Linked DNA regions of Mus musculus: region 2 is linked to region 1. The links are chromatin contacts, called in public Hi-C maps. All regions are on one chromosome and are shown on one strand. Each heading gives the region's core, a stretch centred on a gene start, on an enhancer-like site or on the middle of the called end of the contact. The rest is flanking DNA. Distances are from core to core; before and after follow the strand shown.

Region 1 (2,987 bases), core at 102-2,601:
GAACCCAGGCCTTGTATCATCCGGGGGTACCAGGGCCGGAGGCTGGCTGTCATGGAAGGCCCCAGGGACAAGGACCTATTGCAGTATTTATTTTCTTGCTTTCAATAGCTCCTTCGGTAAGAGAACTGCCCTTGGGGGGCAGAGGGAGTTGAGAACCTGAGGGAATTCCTGTGGCAGAGGCTCCGGGAACCCACAGATTCTCAGGGGCCACTGTGCCGAAACTGCAAGGACATAGGGTGCTCCATCTTAAAGAAGGAGGTCTAGCAGACAGAATCAATGAGAAGTAAAGGTTGGCCACCATCTTCTCACTTGGAATTACATGTCCTCATATGCCTGGTGGCAGTACTCAGAGTGACAGATGCTGGTAGAGTCAGGGACAGAGCAAGGATCCGAACCCTGGGGAGCCTGTGCTTGGGACTTGGTCCCAGAGCCATGTTGCGTTCCGCCTGCTACACACCAAAATGGTATAAGGCCTGGATCCCAAGGTCTCCTCTCAGTCTAGACAGAGAAGGTACCACTCTGATGGTGGAGGCTACCTGAGTGACTGGGTGAGGGTTTCTTCTCGTCGTAGTGTGTGTACTCGCTGGCTACGTCCATGTCAGAGCAGGCTTCTATGTCATCCGACAGGAAGGATGTGGTGCTGGCGGAGCGGTGGGAGTCAGACACGGCGTGGCTGCTTGGGGGTGAGAGAGACCGGGTATCCAGCTTGGCCTGCAGGACCTCAATTACTTTCTCTTTCTCCTGTAGTTCCCTGCTGAGCCTGGTGGGGAAGGAACAGGCCACAGGTGAAGCCAAGGTAACCCAGGCCAGCTAGTCTTCACTAAAGCCCACAGGGAAATCCACGTAAGCCAAAGGCACCATTCTGGGCATGGAGGGTATGTGTGCCATGAACAGCTAGGTGGCAGGAGCTATGCAGTAGACAGGCTACATGCTAAGCACCAGCAGGGGCACAGCGGGTCCCTTAGGGCGTGGCAACTTAACTAGACAGCAGCAGTCTAAGGACTATTAGCATCTCCAACAGGTATAAAAAATCAAAGGGAGCCATGAAAAATGTGGAACAAAACATTGTCACAGCATCCAAAACTAGGACAAGTGGCATCAGCTGGTTGGTTCAAGTATAGGCCCTTTGTATATCGCTGACAGATGAGAAACAACAACAAAAAAAGCCACAAATGCCATGTCCCTTACCACAGGCTTTTTGAGAAGGACTTAAGGGTCTGAGGCACAATCATGACACAAAGAGGTCAGACCAGTAGCCACAAATGACCCTGAGCCAGTGAGTTTGTGAGCACTACAAACTGTTTTCCCTAAGGAACTGCGGCCTTCCAGGGAACTACACCATCCGGGCCTCTTTCTCTCTATACTCTCATGGGATTCTTCTTTCTCCAAGGACACCGAGGGACTACTAAGCTAGCTGTCAATAAAACCCAGGGCAGGCTGACCTTGCAGGAAACTCCTGGGGTGGGGAGCAGGGAGGGGAAGTGGGCTCTTGATACACACAAGGTTCAGCCGTGGATCAGGCTGCTTCTAGCTTACCGTGCCTGAAACATCACTGCAGCAAAAAAATTCATATCAAAAGAAAAGAAAGAATTTGGAAGCAAGCCTCTGAGTGCTCAGTGAACTACTGCATTAATCTCGTCCACTTCCCCTCCTCATCTGTTAGTGTGGGGTTACCCTGACTGGATCCTTTAACCGACTGCCTTCAGAATTACCTGAGGGCCAGTGGCTCAAGCCCAGCTTCTTCCTTTTCACTCTTATGATCCTCTGAAAATCAAATGTAAAAAGTAACAAGTTAAATGGATTCCACGTCACACCTTAGAAAGCACAGGTCCCACAAAGACACAGAACAGCTATTATGCTACACATAAGTTCAGGAGAGTTACTTTGAGTGTTCAAACTATGTCTCTGTGTGTGCACATGTATACATACACATATGTATGTGTGTGTGTATGTATGTACATATGTGTTGTGTGTGCACATGCATGTGTATGCATGCAATACATGTGTGTATGTGTACATGCATGTGTATGCATGCAATACATGTGTATATGTGCACATGCACGTGTATGTGTACATGTAGGGTTAGGGTTACAATGTAGTTTGTGTGTCCTGTGTACATGTGCACGTGTGTTCATGTGTGTGCATATATGTGTGAGAGTGTTCATGCTTGTTGAGGCTGGGGGGGGGGTGGCAACCTTGGGTATTATTGCTCAGAGGAGCCATTCACCACTTTCCCCATATTTTTTGAGACAGTCCATCACTGAACTTGGACTCACCAACTAAGCAAGTCTGTCTGGCCAGCAAGCCCAGGGGACTCATCTGTCCCTGGCTCTTCGGGGCTATGGCAACAAGTGTGTGCTGCCATGTACAGGTTGTTTATGTAGATTCTGGGGACTGAATCTAGGTCTTCTTGCTTGCCAGGCCAGCACTTTACTAACCAAGCTACGTCTCCAGCCCTGAGTTATGTCCTTTTCGTCAGCATAAATTAACTATACAAAATGGTGGACTTCATCGTAAGCCTTCCACAGATGTACATAAGGCCTGTGATCATAAAGGCCTCTGTTGCCCACATTTACCCCCTTCTGCTGGGCACTGTTCTCTAAGCTTGGCCCCCTCTGTCATGCTTGCCATTACTAATATTTTTAGATTGTTTCCTGACTCCACTTGTGAGGGAACACCCGTGATAAGACTTCTTTAGTGTGGGGAGCAGGTAGCTCACCTAATCTCACCAGGGAGACGCTCCCTGACATGGAGGTCACAACCATGACTTCATATGTCTAAATCCGGGCTAATACCTGAATGTATTTTTTCTCACTGATCACAAGATACTTCCCCAGCTGTTCTCTGGAATTTTTCAGCCTCCACATTCTGTGGCAGACTGACTCCCACATACAAGGGCATGTGACTGTAAACTCATATCAGCCTTTCTATCTGAGACAAGTCCCTTTTCCTGTAGGTCGACCCAAACTCCTAATTTTCTACCTCAG
Region 2 (2,700 bases), core at 48-2,547, 110 kb after region 1:
TGACTGGGGAAAACCAGTCCTTTCCCTCCAGGGATCTAGAAGTTGCCCCTTCTGCCTAGGTTTGGGAACAGTTCACGGAAAGACTTCCTCCTGCTATACAGTGAAGAAATCTGTTCGCTCTTCCTACCACGAGGACCGCACAGCCATGCATCCTTCCCCATCTGCATTATCAAGCTATCAAGTCCCCTGAATCTCTTGTAGCTTCCAAGGAGACACATTCACTACACAGCCAGGGACAAGATGGCGTGGAGGTTGGAGGGGGTCTCCGGGAGAGTAAGAAGGGAACCCGGACATTCTGAAAAAAAGGAAAGAGACTAAAACCCCCAGAATCAACCAGTCCATACTAAATGAACATCATAACCATAGACGTCACTTGGATATCACCACCGCCCCTCTCAGATTCAGCAGTCCATATTAACTGAATTGGCCAGATAATCATGTGCGGTCTCACAGAGCCCAGCTGTTTTTCAGATCCGAATGCTAATGGCTCTTAAATCTCTCCAGCCTCTCAGACAGATCAAGGTAATGATCATGCAGCATTCTGGTGTAGACAGGTGGGTATTTATTGGGAGCTGAAATAAAATCGGAGGCAACCAACACTAGACACACGCATACTTCAGACCTCTTGCTTAGACCCCAAAAGGCTTGAGGAAATCAGTGTAGTGACCCGCCAAGAAACTTAATCCTTGTTACCCATCAGGACTCCAAGTCCCCTTCCCAACATGCAGTCTCATCTCACCCTCAGCTCTGCCAACAGGCTCACATCAATCAAGACAGCCCTCCCTAACAGGAGCTCCCTCCTCCCTCCTCCCTCCCTCCACCGTTCCATGGGTACCCCTTTTTTCCATTCTACCGAAAACAGATCCTAGGACTAAAATGTCTAAGACTCTGTTTCAAACGTGGATCTTGCCTGACCACCTTCAAATGAAAACATGAATTTCTCAGGAAAAAAAATCTCCTTGGTGGCTTCTCCACACCGTGACCTTACTTCCTCCGAAGCCCCAGAGCTGGAAGAGGACTTTAGGAGAATGGGTGGCCTGAGTCACTTTCCCCAGGCTCATTTTAACATGCAAATTTCTGGGCTTCCCCACCCAGCCCTTAAAGGTGAGAGTCTGGGGTAAACACAGGATCTACACCTTAGCTCAGGTGTGTTGCAACAGGGTTTGGAGCCTCTGGCTTTGCGTGGCCCCCTCCTGCATCACTGAAAAGAGGAAGAAAGCCGGCCCCAGAGAGGGGATGGGCCTGTCTGAGGTCACAGGGAAATACCCAGATTCAAAGCCCTGTCCCTCGCGGGCAAACAGTCCCAGGCGCGCTGGACTCACTCACCCGCTTGTAGACATCCTCCCGGCTGACTTCATACTTCTGTTGCATGCGCTCCTCCAGGAAGTAGATGCGCAGCTTGAGGCTGAAGTTCTCCTTCTTCAAGTCATTGAGGTGCTGGGACAGAGTGCGATATCCATTAGACATGGTGGGCGACCCATGGGGAGGAGCATGCCCGATCGCCCCCTTCACCCCAGGAACACAATGCAGCCTGGCCGCGGCATGGAGCGGGCAGGCTAGGATGCTGCTGAGGTTGTGGGACCCCGGAGGCTAAGGCGACATGGCCGCTGTTAGTGCGCTCCAGGACCTGGGACTGGGCTCTGGACTCTGGGTGCTGGAGCGCAACGCACTTTCTTTTTTTACCTCGGGGAGATATTTGCGGAATCCCTGACGGAGGAACATGCTGTGTGAACTCAGACACAAGTGGCAGTAACCCGACTCCAAGTCAGGACAGGGCTGTAAACTACGCCCCCCCCTACCCCGCCTCTCTCTCTCTCTCTCTCTCTCTCTCTCTCTCTCTCTCTCTCTCTCTCTCTCTCTCTCCTTTTCCTCCTCCCGACCCCCCCCCCAGCCTCAAGCCCCAGGGGGCAGTTAACAACTGTTTGGAAAGAGAGGGCCTGGCAGCTCCCCTCAAAACCTTCCCAGAAACGGGAAGAGGGTGGATAAGGTGGTACTGGGGTTGCAAAGGCAAGAGGGAACTGGAAGGGCAGTGGCCTGTGGGGAGGGAGGAGATGCAGGGTGCAGACTGAAACTGTGGAAAGAGTACATGTCCACGAAATGGCCCACAGACAAGTGACCAGAGCCAAGCAGCCTCTGTCAATCAGGTGTAAATCTTAAGGTGCTACCGACCAGAGAGGCATCCAATTCCCTTAGTGATCCAGAGCTCAGCCCCGCCAGGCCAGAGTCTTCAGTCTTTCTCCCTGGCCATTTTCAGTCCCGGGGCTGTAGGTTTTCAGTCTTTATTCCCGTGCTCTCTGCTCCCCGTACATATCACATACCCGCAAAGAAAGGGTGGATCTTAGCCGAGGGGGACGTCTACAAACTGTTTTTCAGTGAACAAAGAGAGGGAAGCCCAAGGGGTCCTCCCTCTGGGGAAGGAGTGTGGGAGTGCTGGGTGGGGGGGGCGGTGTGAGACAGCAACACCCCCGACCCCCATCTGGGAGGCCAAAGATTTCAGCCGCTCACTGGTTCCTAACTCCTGCACCTGCCTAATGGAGCTGGGCCATCATCACCAGATCCTGCTCATAAAGCAAGTTAAGATCCTTGAGTGACAGCTGCAACCTTAGCAGGAAGTGTTATTTATATCACATCACATGGGACTTTGAAGGTGACTGGGAGACAGCCCCATAGCCCAGATCCCAAAAGAGGTTTTTGATTTGG

Evidence for each region. A called contact is a pair of places that touch in the nucleus more often than the background predicts.
Region 2: a contact with region 1 is called in a Hi-C map of granulosa cells, with 2.3 times the contacts expected there. The contact joins two enhancer-like sites. A contact is called at or near these places in 2 of 484 Hi-C or Micro-C datasets (granulosa cells and nephron progenitors), 2 of 115 datasets of contacts at active chromatin or transcription factors (craniofacial prominence and embryonic stem cells) and 3 of 9 other capture datasets (adipose tissue, liver and pancreatic islet).

Annotation. Positions count from the first base shown.
Region 1 is chr3:97,709,685-97,712,671 of GRCm38.p6, forward strand. It overlaps Pde4dip (phosphodiesterase 4D interacting protein (myomegalin)), which reads right to left. Exons shown (of 47, transcript NM_001289701.1): 32 at 1,713-1,764; 33 at 537-760. Among named protein-coding and RNA genes, the nearest start is that of Gm31305, 14 kb to the right of the region's middle. Within about 2 kb of position 1,352, at least 8 of the 459 cell types and tissues checked have an H3K27ac peak or open chromatin away from gene starts, as enhancers often do. A contact at or near this core is called in granulosa cells, where this site is marked.
Region 2 is chr3:97,822,889-97,825,588 of GRCm38.p6, forward strand. Pde4dip (phosphodiesterase 4D interacting protein (myomegalin)) reads right to left here. Exons shown (of 47, transcript NM_001289701.1): 4 at 1,327-1,437. Among named protein-coding and RNA genes, the nearest start is that of Pde4dip, 64 kb to the right of the region's middle. Within about 2 kb of position 1,298, at least 141 of the 459 cell types and tissues checked have an H3K27ac peak or open chromatin away from gene starts, as enhancers often do. A contact at or near this core is called in granulosa cells, where this site is marked.